Regions from separate parts of the Mus musculus genome. Here all the other regions are linked to region 4. The links are chromatin contacts, called in public promoter capture Hi-C maps. All regions are on one chromosome and are shown on one strand. The core of a region is the stretch at or near the end of the contact, and the rest is flanking DNA. Distances in the headings are between cores, read along the strand shown.

The links. Promoter capture Hi-C pulls out the DNA fragments that hold promoters and counts their contacts. Capture Hi-C pulls out chosen DNA fragments and counts their contacts.
Region 1: a contact with region 4 is called in a promoter capture Hi-C map of pre-B cells, with 5 times the contacts expected there. The contact joins the promoter of Nepro here to the promoter of Abhd10 in region 4. A contact is called at or near these places in 7 of 39 promoter capture datasets (the C10 cell line, hematopoietic stem and progenitor cells, liver and 3 more), 2 of 484 Hi-C or Micro-C datasets (B cells and pre-B cells), 1 of 115 datasets of contacts at active chromatin or transcription factors (astrocytes) and 2 of 9 other capture datasets (adipose tissue and liver).
Region 2: a promoter capture Hi-C map of adipose tissue shows a contact between it and region 4, with 4 times the contacts expected there. The contact joins the promoter of Spice1 here to the promoter of Abhd10 in region 4. A contact is called at or near these places in 2 of 39 promoter capture datasets (embryonic stem cells and pre-B cells) and 1 of 9 other capture datasets (adipose tissue).
Region 3: a promoter capture Hi-C map of pre-B cells shows a contact between it and region 4, with 2.9 times the contacts expected there. The contact joins the promoter of Qtrt2 here to the promoter of Abhd10 in region 4. A contact is called at or near these places in 3 of 39 promoter capture datasets (the C10 cell line, liver and pre-B cells), 1 of 484 Hi-C or Micro-C datasets (CD4 T cells) and 2 of 9 other capture datasets (adipose tissue and liver).
Region 5: a promoter capture Hi-C map of pre-B cells shows a contact between it and region 4, with 3 times the contacts expected there. The contact joins the promoter of Zdhhc23 here to the promoter of Abhd10 in region 4. A contact is called at or near these places in 3 of 39 promoter capture datasets (the C10 cell line, liver and pre-B cells).
Region 6: a contact with region 4 is called in a promoter capture Hi-C map of pre-B cells, with 8 times the contacts expected there. The contact joins the promoter of Usf3 here to the promoter of Abhd10 in region 4. A contact is called at or near these places in 5 of 39 promoter capture datasets (the 3T3-L1 cell line, the C10 cell line, liver and 1 more) and 1 of 484 Hi-C or Micro-C datasets (CD4 T cells).

What each region holds. Positions count from the first base shown.
Region 1 is chr16:44,722,990-44,725,689 of GRCm38.p6, forward strand. It overlaps Nepro (nucleolus and neural progenitor protein), which reads left to right and starts at 1,312. Exons shown (of 9, transcript NM_145972.4): 1 at 1,312-1,479. The coding sequence starts at 1,374.
Region 2 is chr16:44,345,967-44,348,666 of GRCm38.p6, forward strand. Spice1 (spindle and centriole associated protein 1) reads left to right here and starts at 1,435. Exons shown (of 18, transcript NM_144550.4): 1 at 1,435-1,540.
Region 3 is chr16:43,888,231-43,890,946 of GRCm38.p6, forward strand. It overlaps Qtrt2 (queuine tRNA-ribosyltransferase accessory subunit 2), which reads right to left and starts at 1,446. Exons shown (of 9, transcript NM_001356329.1): 1 at 1,337-1,446. Ccdc191 (coiled-coil domain containing 191) reads left to right here and starts at 1,672. Exons shown (of 16, transcript NM_027801.1): 1 at 1,672-1,808. The coding sequence starts at 1,761.
Region 4 is chr16:45,741,547-45,744,246 of GRCm38.p6, forward strand. It overlaps Abhd10 (abhydrolase domain containing 10), which reads right to left and starts at 1,409. Exons shown (of 5, transcript NM_172511.4): 1 at 1,231-1,409. The coding sequence starts at 1,345.
Region 5 is chr16:43,978,375-43,981,074 of GRCm38.p6, forward strand. It overlaps Zdhhc23 (zinc finger, DHHC domain containing 23), which reads right to left and starts at 1,435. Exons shown (of 5, transcript NM_001007460.2): 1 at 1,085-1,435; 2 at 534-802. The coding sequence starts at 676. It overlaps Gramd1c (GRAM domain containing 1C), which reads right to left. Exons shown (of 17, transcript NM_001359085.1): 17 at 1,976-2,700. It overlaps Gm46552 (a long non-coding RNA gene), which reads left to right and starts at 1,499. Exons shown (of 2, transcript XR_001781930.1): 1 at 1,499-1,864.
Region 6 is chr16:44,172,070-44,174,769 of GRCm38.p6, forward strand. Usf3 (upstream transcription factor family member 3) reads left to right here and starts at 1,328. Exons shown (of 8, transcript NM_001029889.2): 1 at 1,328-1,441.

The sequences.
Region 1 (2,700 bases), core at 62-2,561, 1.0 Mb before region 4:
AGAAGGGATGCCTCTGGGGACTGATCACCAAACACTGAGTTCCAGGATCAGCGGGAGAGCCTGACTCAGAAGCAAAGGTGGGTAGTGGTAAAGGAAGACCCTGACCACTACCCTTAGCCTCCAACGTGCACACACGACACATCTCCAACTAAAATATCTTCTGTCTTCCACAAGTCCAGAAACATTATGTTGATTCTGTTAAGTCTGTGGTAATATGTTACAGCCCAAATAGGAAACTAACACACAGGTAATTTGGTAGTGCATTAGAGGGGCATTTAAGTCGTTATGGTGTGAGGATAGTTTACGAAGTGTTATTAAAGATAGTGATCCCAGAGCTGACTGAAGAAGTGAGATTGTTTCAAAATGGTTCAAATGAAAGAGCAATTAAGCTGGGCAGTGGTGGCACACGCCTTTAATCCCAGCACTTGGGAGGCAGAGGCAGGAGGATTTCTGAGTTCAAGGCCAGCCTGGTCTACAGAGTGAGTTCCAGGACAGCTAGGGCTATACAGAGAAACCCTGTCTCGAAAAACCCAAAAAAACAGAAAAAAAAAAAAAACAAAAAAACAAAAACAAAAACGAGCAATTATCTGTAAGGAACACACAGGACAGAGAGCATCTCAGTAGGGCAAGATTACTTGCGTTAAATACGTCTAGTAAGAGTAAAAATTTGTACAGCAGGCACTGTTCTAAGAAGTCTTTACCCCCAAGCACACTGAGGTCTGAAGAAATTACCTTTTTGGGATAATATATGGTAATCCGCAGACATAATGAAGCAACTTGGCAGTCTCACTTAATGCCCACCAACTGCTCCTCTCCACCCTGCGAAAGAAACCTTATGAACAGAAGCAAGAAGGCCCCAAGGACTTAAAACGAACAATCACCAGTAATCAGTGATCAGAACCAGCAGAGCCTGGAATATTTTGTCGGAGAAAATGACGGTGATAATGGGTGGTCAAGACAACCTCTGGGTTTTTTGTAATTATTGAAGTTGAGCTATATCCAAGCTATATAGTTTTCCTTGACTACTCCAAATAAATCGTGACTACGTGACGAATGTCACATTTGCTGATATGATGCGAGTTCTTCTTTTCAAAATATCCGAGTAAGAGTTAAAAGGCTGGGCCTCACTCGGATCCATCAGTAAAATGCATAGCTTCGAAGTTGCTCTAAAAATGTAGGAGCCTCAGAATACTCTAACACGTTTCTCCTTTCCCAGCGGGTCTAACGGGCCGTGACTCCGCCCCGGGGCGGGCCCCACACCTCCGGCCCGCCCCGCTCCGCCCTCGTCCCCTCCCTCCCTCCCTCTCCTGCCCAGGCCGCTCAACTCGCTCACGCTCCGCTCGGCCTTCCCCGGCCCTCCCACGCCGCTCGAGATGGCCGCTGCGGTGCGGCCGGGTGCGGAGCCGTGGAACCGCGTGAGGATCCCCCAGGCGGGGAACTGCAGCACGCTGACCGTGCGGGACCCCAGCGCCACCCTGGGTGAGTGTGGCCGGCAAGGAAGTCCTAGCGTGTCTCCGGGAACCGGCGGGCGGGCTCACGTGGGACGGGGTGGGACTTCCTGAGCGCGGGGCACGCCGGGAAGGGGAGCGCCAGGCGGAAGGTCCGGCCTGGATAGTGTGGCATGAGGATTGCTGGCAAGCGCCTGGGCTTCGCCGTGACTGTGCTGGAACAGGAGAGCACGACTAGTCCCGGCCCTGCATGTGTAGCCCCCAAACGCTGCCTGGGTCCTGTGCTGTCCCCAAGGATCGGGGCTGTCACCCAAGTACCGTACGCCGGGGCTTCGGACCTCCGGCTTGTCTCTAAAATACAAGAGCTCGTTTTCCCCTTACTGGGCGAGGGAGTTACTCTGGTCTCTCGGTTCTTCTCAAGTGGGGAAAAATGAGATAGTTAGAGCAGTTTGTTTAGAAAACAGGGACTCGCAAAGAGATGTGTGTGGGGGTGGGGTCTGTGTTGTGAGTTTTAATTTAGTTTGTTAGTATATATGCTGTGGAGGTGTTAACCATATAAGAGGGATCGGGCGATTTGATTTACCCGCTCCCAAATCACGGGCCGGCTCTCGTTTGGAACGTTCTTCCCATGATCCTTTAGAAAAGCCTATTGGGTGGGTGGGACGAAAAGATGGGCCCATGCGTATGGCCAAGCCGAAATGAGGATTCTCAGGATTCACGTGGTAAAAAGCGAGAACCAACTTCTGCAAGTAATATGTTCTACATCTCCCCCTGGATTTAATGCTGTGCTACAACCCCGACCCCCCCAAAACGTAATAAAATATTCAAACCTAAATATTATAATGAGGTGGGGGTCTTTCGAATTGTGAGTTAATACCTGGGTTGCCTTAGTTTTTTGTTGTTGTTTTTGTTTTTTGAGACTGAGTTTTCTGTGTAGCCCTGGCTTTCCTGGAACTCACTCTGTAGACCAGGCTGGCCTTGAACTTAGAAGTCCCCCTGCCTCTGCCTCCCCAGTGCTGGGATTAAAGGTGTGCGCCAGAGCGAGAGCAGCCTACCTAAGCTTGAAGGATGTTTAATCACGAAGGGACATTCAGCTACCGGGAGACACAGCTACGAAATACTGTAGTTTTCACGGTTACATCCAACTTTTTGTTTTTGAAGCTGCTTTTGGTCCTATGACTGTCAGTTACTTTTTGTTATTTCTAAGACAGGTTTTACCCCAGTCAAAAATGGGGATAAAAAATAGTACCAG
Region 2 (2,700 bases), core at 185-2,684, 1.4 Mb before region 4:
TATTTTTCTAAAGAAAATGCATTTTAATAGGTATGAAATACATAAAATAAACAAGATATATATATATATATATATATATATATATATATATATATATATGGAAAAGAATAAAACAAGGAAGCAAGTGGAACAACATATATTATTGTCCTACTGTCTAGTTTGTTTCTAAAGAGAAATTGTTATATACCCTTTTTATGTTCTTGTGCACATATGTTTTTAGATTTTTTTTCTTTATCACTAGTTTTGATTGATTTGATTATTATGTACTTTGTAGTTTTCTTGTGTGTGTGCATGCGCACACATGTTTCATTGGGTTTTGGAAGTTGAAGGAAAAGATGAACTCTGTGGGTAAATATGTTGATAGAAGGCAGAAACAGTGATGGAAGCGGATTTAAGTTTTCTGAAATTAATTCAGTGTTAAAAACGAAATGAGAAGCAAGTCCATAGACTGGCATGAGGTTAGAGGAGATAAATAAGAAAGTATACTACTGTTATCTAGGGGAGTGAGAGAATTAACGGAGCAGAGACCTAACAGGATGCTCCATCAACTTTAGGTAGGGGCTTACCTAAAGTTGGGGGGCATGAGTCAGCATGGACAAGCACTTAGGAGAGCCAGTGCTGGTTACTTGGCAAGTGACTACAGCAAGTTGGAGAGGAAGGGGTGATGACGATTACATAGACAACACGTCCACATTGGATCAGAGTGGAAAGTCTCAGAAGGCAGTTCATTGCACCTGGATGACACTGAATATACACCTGTTGATCCGTGTGTAGCTTTCCCCTTAACAATTGAAGGTCAGGGGTTTCCAAGGAACTTATCAAGGGTAAGACATTCATTGTAAAGTCCTTAACATGATTTATGAAGTTATGCACATCCTGCCTCCACCCAAGCACAATCACCAAGTTTTCTCAACTTCTATTCCTCCATTGCAGTTTGACGTACATCCTTGCACAGGCAATTCCCTCTGTAGAAATGCTCTTTCTTTTTAAATAATCTACTCCTCCTTTCATTTCAGCTTTCCTGCGATATTGAAATATTCCCATAAGGTCACTATCTAGTTTGTACAGTTCCTTCTTAGCATGTATACAGTTTTCACCTTATACATTTCGGTCGTCAATAGCTTGCTGCTATGGGGTTGTAAACTTGCTGAGAGCAGGGTCAGTTTTAGTTCCCGGTGAACCTAGCGCGTTTGGCTCCACTGGGAGGTAGCAAGACATATTTCTAAGCAAACGATCAAAAGTTAAGGCAAGGAAGTGCGGTATGTGGAGGTTGGTGTGCAAGTTTCTTTTGGAGACTTCTAGAGGCTTATGACAGGCGCGCCATTTGGCCCTTTGGGTGAGAACTGCAGAGCCCCACGCCAGTACCGCCTCTGGGTCGCCTCGGAGGAGCTCGCCGGATGTACGCAAAGGCGTGGGGGCGGAGCTCTGGTAACCCAGGCAACGGCCCGGAAGCCACTTTCCGCGTTCCCCCGTGGCGGGCTCTGTGGTTCTGGAGGCTGAACTTTTAGTCGGGGCGGAGGCACAGTCGGCCAGCGGCAAGGCAGGTTGGGGTGAAGCGGGGGCATAGGGCGAGGAGAAGCGGCCGGCGTCTCCGCCTGGGTCTCGGCGCCCGGGTGGGCGTGCGCACCCCAGGGCCGGCCGCTCGCCTCGCAGAGCCTGAGAGTGCGGTTCCGGGGAGCGCCTGGATCCCCCGCGGGACAGCGGGCCCCGCGCACGCGCGCCGCGTTCCCGCACCCTGCTGGCGGGAGAAATCCCGAGGCCGGCGGGTGATGCAGTTGTTTACTGTCCCGCTAGGGAGTGGCAGAGTATCGGGTGTTGGGACAGGGCGCGTCCTTTAAGTTGAGCGTTTAGGTGAGGGTTTCTAAGGAAGGGGCCGTTTGAAAGTTTGGGACAGGCTTGAGCTTGGGAGTCAAAAATAGGAAATTGTTCCAGACAGTGCATGGCACTGCTTGTGAAGGTCACAGCTGGGTCTCAGTATGGGTGGGAGGGAAAACTGGGGCCGCACGAAGAGCAGCTCTTGAAGTTGGATTTTTCTCTACAGTGGGCTCCATTAAAATCTTACGAGGGAGTAAAACGTTGAGATCCCTGTATCCCTGTATCCGGGTAAGATTGATGGCAGGGACAGTGTTCTGGTTGTCCCCCAGTTTGTTTTCATACTAGTTAAGGTAAATCTGGTAGAATTCCACCATCCCTCCTTAAGAGCAGGCAAGGGCTTCCAGTGGTCTTTTGTATAGCCCTCAAATTGCAGGGGCCCTCAGTTAGCTTTTAGACTGTTATTGTTCAGACTGAAACAAATTCTGTAAATGTTCCACACACACACACACACACACACACACACACACACACACACACCCACTTGCAGAGAACATTTTCTTTCTGATTTTCTCCCCCCATCCCCCTTTCTTTTTTTGTTTTTTTCAAGACAGGGTTTCCCTGTGTAGCCCTGGCTGTCCTGGAGTTCACTCTGTCGACCAGGTTGTCCTCGAACTCAGAAATCTGCTTGCCCCAGCCTCCCAAGTGCTGAGATTTAAGGCTTGGGCCACCACTGCCCAGCATTCTGATTTTCTTTTATTTACTCTTTATTTTCAGCCCGACTTTGTGGAGGGAATTAAGGAGAGGAGGCAGCTTTTCTTCATGTGTATTGAAGATTAGGAACTTCCTTGACACAAAGAATTAACTTTCAGGCTTGCCTTTTGTAAG
Region 3 (2,716 bases), core at 196-2,695, 1.9 Mb before region 4:
GAGTTGTACTATTTGAAAGGATTAGAAGGATAAGAGTTATGGACTTGTTGGAGGAAATGTGTCACTGGCTTTTAGGTTTCAAAAGTACATGCCAATTCTCTTTGTTCCTATGGATGAGAATGCAGTTCTCAGCTACTGCTCAGGCGTCTGCCTGCATGCCAACATGCTTCCTGCTGTGATGATAATGGACTAAACCTCTAAAACTGTAAGCAAGCCCTCAATCAAACGTTTTCTTTTATAACAGTTGCTTTGGTCATGGTGTCTCTTCACAGCAACAGAACAGTGACTAAGACAGTTACCAGTAGTAACTGGCAGAGTTGTTACTGGAATTATAGATGTATTAGTTTTAGAGGCTATAATATAGGCTAGTGGCTTAAAAGAAACTGAAATTTGTCAAATACAATGTTTCCATATTAACTGTGATAGTTCCCATTTTGCTACAGTGTAATTGTTCTTTTCCCATCTTGCCCCTCTACCTCTAAGCCATCTTCTCCAAATTGACAGCCTTTCTCCAGACTCATCCAAACATTTAAACACACTTGTTCTCCAAAAATGGACACACACTGTATTATATGCACTTCTCTGAACTCTGCTTTTCATTCAGGAAAAAATAGGCACACCTTCCAAAAAATCGCCATGAAACTAACTCTTCCAAAAGAACTAACTACCATTGAGACAGCGGAAAGTCTGAACGTAACACAGCCCATTCAACAATGTTCTTACTGGTTCACACTCAAGTTAGAGGGCAGGTGCTAGGTCTATGGGGCACAGCTTTCCTTATCATATTTCCACCAGTTTATAGTTTGGTTTAGATTCCCTGGCAGAATGTTTTACACACGTTGCTTTTTCAATCATTACAATACTCCCAGGGTTTAGGTACAATCCCATTTTGCCAGTAAGTAAGCTGAATTGCCAACAAGTGGCCGGGTCCAAAGCTCCAGTTCTGAATTTCTGCCCTGCCTTGAAAGCACACACGCCTTCAGTGGGCTGTTCATGACAACATCCAGGCATGGCTATTTAGATTCAATTTTCCCTTAGTTCCATTAGCCATCCCAGGAGCCCTAGACTTTCCTATTCGTATAGCTTCCCAAGTAACTGCTAAACTCAGAAAAACTTGCAGCTGAGAAGCTCATTCTCTGGCAGAGGCCAGGAGAACGGAGGTCCTTTTCTTTCTGAACTGTAACTGGCAATCACACTGGGAGACTCGGAGCTGGCAAAAGCCTAGACCAACAAGAAACCAAGTAATGACGAGGTGGGAACAAGACTGCAACGCAATAAAAAAAAAAAAAAAGTGGGCGCTATTCACCCTCCCTCAACAAGGAAAAGGAACACTCACCGGTTGATAACACAACTCCGCACCCTCAGGACCCTTAAACTCTTCGCAAGAGATAACACGTGTTCCGACTCGTAGAACCCTTGGCCCACTAAACCACGGTCTCCGCCGCAGAGCCAATCCGGAATTTCTGCGTCATCACCAAGCGCCAGAATTACGCAAAGGCCCTGCTAAAGAAGCCCAGTGACCTCCGCCGATGCCATAGTAACAGCGTGAAAGCAAGCTTCCCGCGCAACGCCTCCTGGGAGTAGTAGTTCCGGAATGTCTGACCCCTGTCTAGCTGCTAGGTGGCAGAACTACAACTCCCAGAACCACCTGAAAGCAGTCTGGGAGGAGGCGCAGTTGTCTCTGTTGTGGCCGAAGTCTAGGCCCGAGAGTGCAAAACGTGCTGCTGGCGCCCCAGGGAGGGTCCGCCTCAAAGAAGAAGATGGAGCTGAGTCGCTGGAAACGGTTATCAAGGAAGCTGAATCTCAAGGTGATCCCAGTCGGGAGCTTTGAGGAACATGGGCCGGCCCTAGGCGCCACACAGTCCTGAAGCCAGCCGCTTCCCGCCCTGCGCTTCCTCACTCTTCCCCCGGGGGCATCCTTACCTGGCCTTGGCTACCCTAGAGCCTGCACAGCCCTAGGTAGCGTGATTTAAGGAGCCAAAGGGTCTGTGTACTCACTACTGTGATGGGCTGCATCCTGTAAGGATTATTTCTATCTATGGAGAGGTCTCCTAGTGTCCATCATGGTGAGGGGAATTTGCCCCTAATCCTTACTCTGCCACCAATTTTAGGAAACTTTCCGCACATTTTCTTCTGCCCCCTTCAAATCTGAGTTAAGGGGTCTTTAAAAGGAAAAAAAAAATCATCACACGAAATTCTCTGACGTTATCCCTTATATCTTTCCCTTTCCAGTTTTACACAAGGTATCTAAAATGAACCCAGAAGTCCAGATGGTTGTATCTCAATACTTTATCCATATGGTTATCTCTAAATTTCACGAGCATTCAAAGTTAGAGCCTCCCTGTATCTCTTACCTCTTCTGTGTATTAGCACCTAAAGGCATCAGGAGGTTGAGGAAGAATTGGGGTGGGGGTGGGGGGTAATTAAAAATAAAAGAGACACCATTTAAAACTTGGAACATTACAAAAGTCACAGCCATGCAAAGTCACAGCCACACCAAGTGTGCCTTCCAGAATACCTCTTAACAGTCACAAAAATAGATGCTTTAAATGTAAAGGAGAGTATTGAAATGGAGGGGCTTCAGCTTTCAGCAGCAGAGCAGTTTCACCAGCTGCTCTTACCTTTCAGTTTTACTTTCCTGTAAAAAGAAAAAAAAATCCTCTTAGACGAGTGGCTTTTGTGGGGGCCCCAGGTAATCATTCTTGTGGGTTATCCT
Region 4 (2,700 bases), core at 159-2,658:
CACACACACAAGAGCCACAGGCGGGGGGGCCACTACCATTTCCAGGTCACCTTGTTTTGTACAATGAGTTGTAGGAAAGACAGAGGCTATGTAGTGAAACCCTGTCTCACAAACATCAACAATCCATACCCCCGACCCCAAACACACACAAAGAATCAAATGCTTTAAAGTTATCCCTTGTTTGTGTCAAACAGATTCAAGGTTTTAGTCTCTGGAAAAATGTGCCAAGTTTAAAACTGGATTTAAAACAAGGCTACAGGGGATCAGTTTACTGGTCAATAGATTGTATCAATATTAATGTTCATTTTCCATTTCTTTAATTATATACTCAAAGTATCCTTTTATCCCCTTTCAGACATTACCTCCCAACAAATAAATTTCATTTCAGGCAGTTACTCTGAAGTGATGTTTGTTAGCTATAAAACAACAGATCCAACCTTCAATCTATAAATCATCTTTATATAATATAGATTAGCTGAAAGCCTGATGCATATATTGTCAATGAATACTGTTAAAGAAATTTAAAAATATATTTTACTCTTGTTATCGAACTGACATACTTGTGTGTGTGTATGTACAGTGTTAAGTTAAACCGATTACATACTTGAAAAAACTAAACTTGTTATATAATGGCATTAGTATTCCAAGCACTATGTAGCTATCTAATAGCTGTGTGGCAAGATGTGAAGAGGACACCAAGGATGTTATTTAAGGATAACTATACATGTACACAAATCATGTATTCTACGCATGTAATACTACTGATCCACATTTTAGCTTCCATTGTAGAGTAACTCCAATTCTTTAAACAAGAACAATCAGATATTAGGTCTAAAGACAGCATTTACATGTATATACATACATACTTTGTTTCCTCAAGTCCATGACAGGCAAGGCTAACCACTTGACATATATCCATATGAAAAGCTCTAGGAGCAGCTAATAACCAAACACATTAAATGCACATCTTATTTTTTTTCTTTCTGCTCTTGACGTTTGATTCAGAGGACGTAGGAACTCCTTAAATCGCAGTGTAACCGCTAACAAGGACTTCCAAGAACGCCGCAGGGCCTCAGCAGAAAAGCAGACTCCCCTAGCCTTGCCCAGCAGCGTTCAGTGCCGAGACAGCCAGAGCAGTTTTAAATGGCGCGCCAAGCCGGCTCCAGACGGGCACTGGACGGTCGCCGGGCCTTCCAAAGAGCCCCAGTGCCCCACCTTCCGTACACTAACCTGAGAGCCACCATGCCCGTGGGGGCTTCCGAGCTAGTGACGCGCTCAGGCCCGGGTGCCGGCCGAAGGACACAGCCGCCCAGCCCCACCTCCGACAAGGGGCCCAGGCCGCCATCTTCCCAGCTGCCCCTGCGCCCGCTACAGACGCGCGCAGGTCGCGCGGTCCCGAGGTCACGCACGCGCAGTCCGCGGGGAGCGGGGTGGGGTGGGGGTGGGGGTTGCTTACAAGCATCACGTGGGATTTGTTCACCTCCTCCCCCCCCCGCCCCCGGGCGCGGAGACGCATGCGCAAAGGTGCTGTCTGGGGTACTGCTGTCTCTACTGGGTTGTTCTGTCTCCCCCAAAGGGCATTTGGCTTGTGACATTGGGCGGCCTTGGCCGGTATTTTTCGCAGTAAGCTGCGGAAATGTCGGAGAGGAGCCAGGGTCAAATTGAGCGTGCATAGATGGGAAACCGTGTTATCATCCAGAGAAACCAAAGACCTGGGACAAAAATTGCTAGGCTTCTTGCCTTACCCATTCATTCCCTATGACTCCATTTCAGCTATGGGGGAAAGGTTTCCAAGAGGCGACCTTAATCTTAAAGTCACATCATTGGAGTCGCATCAACATTCTTTGATCTCTCCCAAACATTTTCCCACTCACCAGATTGCTGAAAATTCAAAGGAGCAGCCACAGGCAAAATTACTGAAAACACTCATTCACATATGGTTGCTTGATGGGTAACTATCTAAAGTCTTTTGTCAGGCAATCTGGCCATGTTATTATAATACACACAATTTTCAGTACGCTTTGAACTATCATGCCCTTTATGACTATTCTAAATATTGGCGCAAGACATCCCAAGACCAAATTCCCAGCACAAAAAGGAGATTTGCCCCAGAGACACAAAGGGCAGAGAGCAAAAGACAAAGACTAGAAATGGGGAGGAGGGAGAAGAAGGAGGAAAGAAGAGAGGAGGAAGGGTTTTTTTGTTGGGGGAGGGGGCACATAGGACTGCCTCTGAATCGACAGGAGACAGACATGGCTCATAGGAATATGGCTGTTTATAAAGGTTAAAGGGTGAACCCCATGTACGGATGAGGTGTTTAATTGGACAGGTTAGTTAGGACAGCCACAAGGGGGCTTTTGATTGCTGGACTTAAATACTTTGATTTCTGGACTAGGTTTAGCAGGAAGTGACCAAATAAGGGAATAGACCTTGGGGGCTACAGTTTCTAGCAAGGCAGAGGAAATGAGAGAGAAGGACCAGGCCTTCCAGAGACATGTTTGCCATGCTCAAGGTGGCTAGAGTCCCTTCAAACAGGAGTTCATAAGGCTCTGTGTTACCTTCAATAGCACCGTTTTGTTGTTGTTGTTGTTGTTGTTGTTGTTGTTGTTTTTTAACAAGGGGGTGGGGGAATGGCAGGGAAGGGGGTGAATCAATGGCAATAGAAAATAATTCAATTAATTGTGATACTAGGGTCTCTGG
Region 5 (2,700 bases), core at 185-2,684, 1.8 Mb before region 4:
TAAAAACTCTCTTTTTAGATAGCAATCTCCATCGCTGAGATTGTGGTAAAAGTAAAGGCCAAAGATAAGACAATATTCCAACCAGGACTGTGTTGCTACACACAGAAAAACAGTCACTCCCCACAAGGTGTACATGGCCTCTCTCTCTGGAAATACAGGGTGAACTGAGAACAGAGAAGCTATCTTTTACCCTTCAAGTTCATGTGACCACGTGAGAACAACCCCATGCATGGGTCCTACTAAGATCACTGAAAATACAGAACTTTCTGGAGTGTCCATTTAAACTTGCAGTGTGTGTGCTGGATTGCGTTCTTATATACATCTAATCTACCCTACTATCCTCCATGATCCTTTAAAATGAAAACTGTTAAAATCCTCACACCTGACAGCAAAAAACCAATCCTCTATTTTAGATCCTTTGGAATAGCAAGAACAAACCTCAGCATTCTGGACGGCAAACCTGAAGGAATATATATACATATGTAGGTCTCAACAGAACCAGTGGGGTCAGCATCTGGAAACTGTAAGCTTACCTGTCACAGCCTTCATCGAGGTCTTGACAATCACACAAACAGGCAGCCACGTGGTTCTTTTCCCCATTTCGATCTATGTATTCGCAACAGCACAGGGGCTCCAATTCAGGTTCTTCGGTTTTCTTTTTTTTGACTGGCTTCATATTGCCCTTTAGTGTACGGATTTGTACCTGTCACCATGAGGCATAAGAAGCTCACAGAAGGTAAAGGTGGCAAGAACTCAACTCACATCCTGTAAACACATCCTTGCTTCTCATTAACGCCAACGCCTGAGCAATAAAAAAATGAAAAGGGGGGAAGGGTCCTGCTTTCATCAGGCTTTTCGGGCTCCGCGTGGCCTGACAGGAGGGTTCCTTGACTTCTGGGGCTCTGAGCACCTTCCCCTCCCCTTCCCAGCTAGGCTAGCAACATCTGGGCACCAGCCGTTCCCATGGCGACAGCCGACCACGCGGCCCGGGACAGCAGAGCTAGGGCGGCCCAGTTCACCTGAGGGTGCCGGCTCAAAGGGCCGGGCTGTCCCCACCCCAAGGCTGCGCGCCGTGGAAACTCACCCTCGCAGGTGCAGGCAGCGACGCCCTGGCGCTGCAACCACCCACCGGCCCGGGGATGCCAGGAGCCCCAGCAGCCCCGAGGTCGCCCGTCCAGCCCACTCCGAACCCGCCGCTCCGAGGGCGTGGGCGGGCCTGGAGAATGACCTTGGCGGGGAAGTTACCTGCCCTCCCGACAGAGGCGGGGACCGGGAGGAGGACCGACTCCCCTGGGCGCGGCTGAGCCTGCGACCCCGCACGGCAGGCTCGGGAGTGCCGGGCGGAGTCGCCCACCTGTGAGCACCGCCGGTGCGCGCGCCTGCCGAGCGAGCCAGTCGCCCCCGGTCGCCGCTCCGCAGGTCGGCGCGCGCTTCCGGGTGCCCCGCCCCCGGCGCCGGGATCCCGCCGCCCGCACGTGCGCCGCCTGCCCACGAGGCCCCTCCCCCGCCGCGCTCCGGCCGGGCCACCTCGCACCTGCGCCGGGGCCCTCGCGGTGCCGCCGGGGTGCGGGATCGGACCCCGGCGCTCGCGCGCCGCCAGAGTTCCGCCGGTCGCCTGCGGTCCTCCAGCGCCGGCAACAGGCGTTGGGGTTCGATCCGCACCTTGGCCGCCTTCAGAGGTGCCACCCCACGAGTCGCCCGCCTTCCCTTGAGGCCCGCTGTGGACCCCAAGCCCGGCTTATCCAACTTGTTCTCGCTCGCGAGTCCTGGAGGATGGAGCTGCTTTCCAGCCAGGCCTCGGTGGTACTTTTGATTCAGTAGTCTGCACATTTGCAATGAAATTGCCCAAGAGAGTCCCCTCTGGGTTTGTATTGCAGCACAAATCTGTAAGAACTATGGGCCTACGTACAGGTTTTCCCTACCCCAGGCTTTCTAGGTTTTGGTTTGGTTTTAAGCAGAAACAGAAGAAAAAACGACAACTTAAACATTTCCGGTTTTATTGAAGTCAATCCATACATAACAGATTAAGATCTCATTAATTCTACGTACATATTTAGTGTTTTATCTACAAAGTGACGTTGGTAATCTTTGAGGTATATGGTGAAGTGCTTTAAGAGAAACCACAAAAGCATTCACTTTGACAGTTAACATTTTTCTAAATTTAACAATCTGAAGTTTCTAATCCAGTCACTCAAACTCACAGCCAGAGACTTCCTATGTTCTTATCACAAACAAAACAGAACAGAACAGAACAGAACAAAACAAAGCAGAACAGAACAGAACAGAACAGAAGGTATTACTCCGAAGCCCCCTGCCCCAGGGAGATTAGTTAGGATTCATGAAGAGAAACCCTTCCCTTTAGCCAGTATTTTTATTCCCTACAGGCGTCTCAAAAACATTGTTAGCAATGACATTTGGCTTTGGTGACACTGAGGGAAAGGAAACATTGACTAAAGGCAATGGATATTCAATAAAAATAAATATATGTGCGTGTTCTAGAAAGACAGCTAGAGAACAAAACAATAAATACGTCCTGAACATTTCCTAAATCCCGGGGGACGCAGCTAATTTCAAGTCAAGTCGCCAAGTCCTTATTTTCACAAACCACTGGTGCTGACACAAGTGCCTGAGTGGTTTTCCCGAGAGCCCAAGCTTGCGCCTCTCAACTCCGGTCAGCTTGCATGCCCCCCAGTCTTTATT
Region 6 (2,700 bases), core at 78-2,577, 1.6 Mb before region 4:
AAAACAGCAACAACAACAAAAAAACTCACTGGCCTGGCCCAGATGGGACAAGGAAGTGAAAAAGAAATCAAACTGCCTATTAGCACCAAATTTGAAGTAACAGTAAGGGCCTATTTTATCACAGATTTTCAAAGTGCGGAGGAAACATAAAACGGGGTTACTGTTAACCTTTTTCTCAATGCAAGGTCTGTTTCTACTGTACATAGGTTCAAGTAGTATTTCTATTATGCCCTGCGTTCCAGTCCAATTGGCTATATCTGGTTGTGAAAAGCTCATAAATCTTTCACCACCACTAGGTGGAGAATCAGACACCTGTCTCGGGGAGGCGGGCTTGTGAAATGAAACAAAACTAGAAAAAGATAGCTGGATAGTTCAAGAGCTCCAAAGGCACTTTAGAGGACGCTGAGGTCTCCGGTCCTAAATAAGGGTGTCTAGTAGCCTAAATTTAAGGTTCCAATCCCATCCCCCAAAGCCACGCACTCACTTCCTTAGCAGGGGACTGCAGAACCTTTCTGAAAACGGGCTTCGTGCAAATAAAGGACGTCAAGAGTCCACCGTATACGAATTCCTGCAGTCTCCAATATCCAAAGATAGTGCACTGAGGGAAGTCACATAGGACTGGATTTTCCACCTTCATTTACCACCTTCTAACCCTCCAGGCTAAAGGTACTTGTCTATCTTTTGCCACTCTCCTCCTCTTCAGTTTTTTTCATTTCTACGCTTGCATTGAAAGCTGCCATAAGCATAATACAGAACAGGGTGCGAGGAAGTTTCTTAAAAACCTCTTTTTTTTTTTTTTTTTCCTAGCTTCTCAAAGCGTCCCCTTTAAGGAACCAGGCCCACCTCTTTCTCATCCACCTACTGGCTTTCCTTTCTGCCTGTCACTCTACCTTTAAGAATATTTCCTGTTCTTTCAACCCAACTTGCACACCTCCGCCCCCCGGCCTTGGTCATTGGGCCGCCCGAGGCCTGTTCCCTCCTAGCTTTTCCCTCCTTCTCCTCCCGCCCTCCAGCCTAGCGCAGCGGAATCCCGGCTTCTGACTGGCCACGGTGGCAGCCTCCCCAGCACCGGATTGGCCGGCCGGTTGGTCGGGGCGGGAGCGAGGCGCATCCAGGCTAGGCTGTGCGCGTGCCGAGCGGCGGCCGCGGGAGGGGCGGGAGGGGCGGGGGGAGGGGGGCTGGGAAAGTTGAGGCCGTGCTGCCGCCGGGTCTCCGGCCTCGAGGGCTCGGGCTCGCTGCGGCGGCGGTGGCCGCGAGGAGAGGCGGCGGGGGCGGGGGGAGAGGAGGGCCCGGGCCCGCGCTCCCCCAGCCCCGCAGAAGCAGGGGGCGGCCGCGGACCCAGAGGCTCGCCTAGACGGCCAGACACCGCTGCCTTCCGCTCCTGGGACCATGACCCAGGCGGGGGTCGCCGCCGCCGTGGCCCGGAGCGCGTCACCGGCGGGTGAGTGGCCGCGGGAGGGGGCGCTGACAGCCGGGACCGCGGCTGCGGGGGCGGCTCCGGGGGGCGGCCCCGGGCTCAGCTCCACCCACCCCCTCCTAGCCGCGGGAGGTGAGGGCTAGGCTGAGTGCCCCTCGTTCCTGGGGTCCCCAGAACTCCCCACCTATCCCGGGGCGATCGCTCTCTTCACTCCGGCATGCTCGCACCCTGGGTGCCAGGCCTGAGGGAGCTCGCCCTGCTCCCGGTGCGCGCCGGCGGACAGAGGCCCCATGCTGTCCTGGGTGCATAAAGAGCTGGGCAGCCAGGTCCCCACCGGGTGGCCTTTGCTAGCCTCCTTCACCTTTTGCCATCCCTTCCATCTCTTTACTTGTCTTCTGACTTTCCTTCTGATCCACTCGTCAAACTCGCTGCTTGCTTTTGTAACTTTCACCTCTGTGTCGGAGAGTTAGGCTGACGTTTTCTTTTTAGAAGCCCATCTTTTTGCTTCTGAATAGCACTGGTCCATGCGAATGGCATTCTTGTCCGATTTCAAATTTCCTGAACAAGCATGAGGTTTCTGGACGCTTGGCTGAGGTTGGGCATTTTGGGGATAGAGTTCTCTTCTCTCTGTGGGGTCTTTTTTGCTTTTATTGACCTCATCTGTAGATAAGAGACCACAAAAAACTAACTGCCAAAACCAACTAATGTTCAGATAACATTTTACCACTAAGTTGAGTGAATTAACAAACATGATAGGTCTGGCCGACTTTATGGGTAACAGTGGCAGAGTCTTAAAGGAAACTTTGATGAGTAAGTGGACCCTGCAGTAGCTTTTCCCCATGGCCAGTCAGATCTGCTCTTTGCAGGGCCGACAGTTTCCTCGGTGACCTTTTCCTTTCCCTCAGAACACTTGACTTGCTGTATGGATACTATGTTTCCATTTGCTTGGGAAATACACAACGTATTTGTTGCAAACTGAGGAAGATTCATTGAGAAGCCAAGAGTTGTGAATGAAAGCTGTATCAAGAAGCATGCCAAAGGCCAACAGCCACTTGTGACCCAGAATGAACATAAAAGTGGTCCAACCCAAAATTGAAAACATATCCAATCCCTTGAGGGTTTCTTTTTTTCCTTTCTTAATTTCATTGTATGGTTCCAGAGAGTGAACCTTGTAAAGACAAGTTTGTGTCACAATGTCAAAAGGTTGGGCAGTAGTCTAAACATTATGACTTTTGTATAGATTAGCTTTAGTAGTTTGGTGATTGTAGTAGTCTGTGCATTGA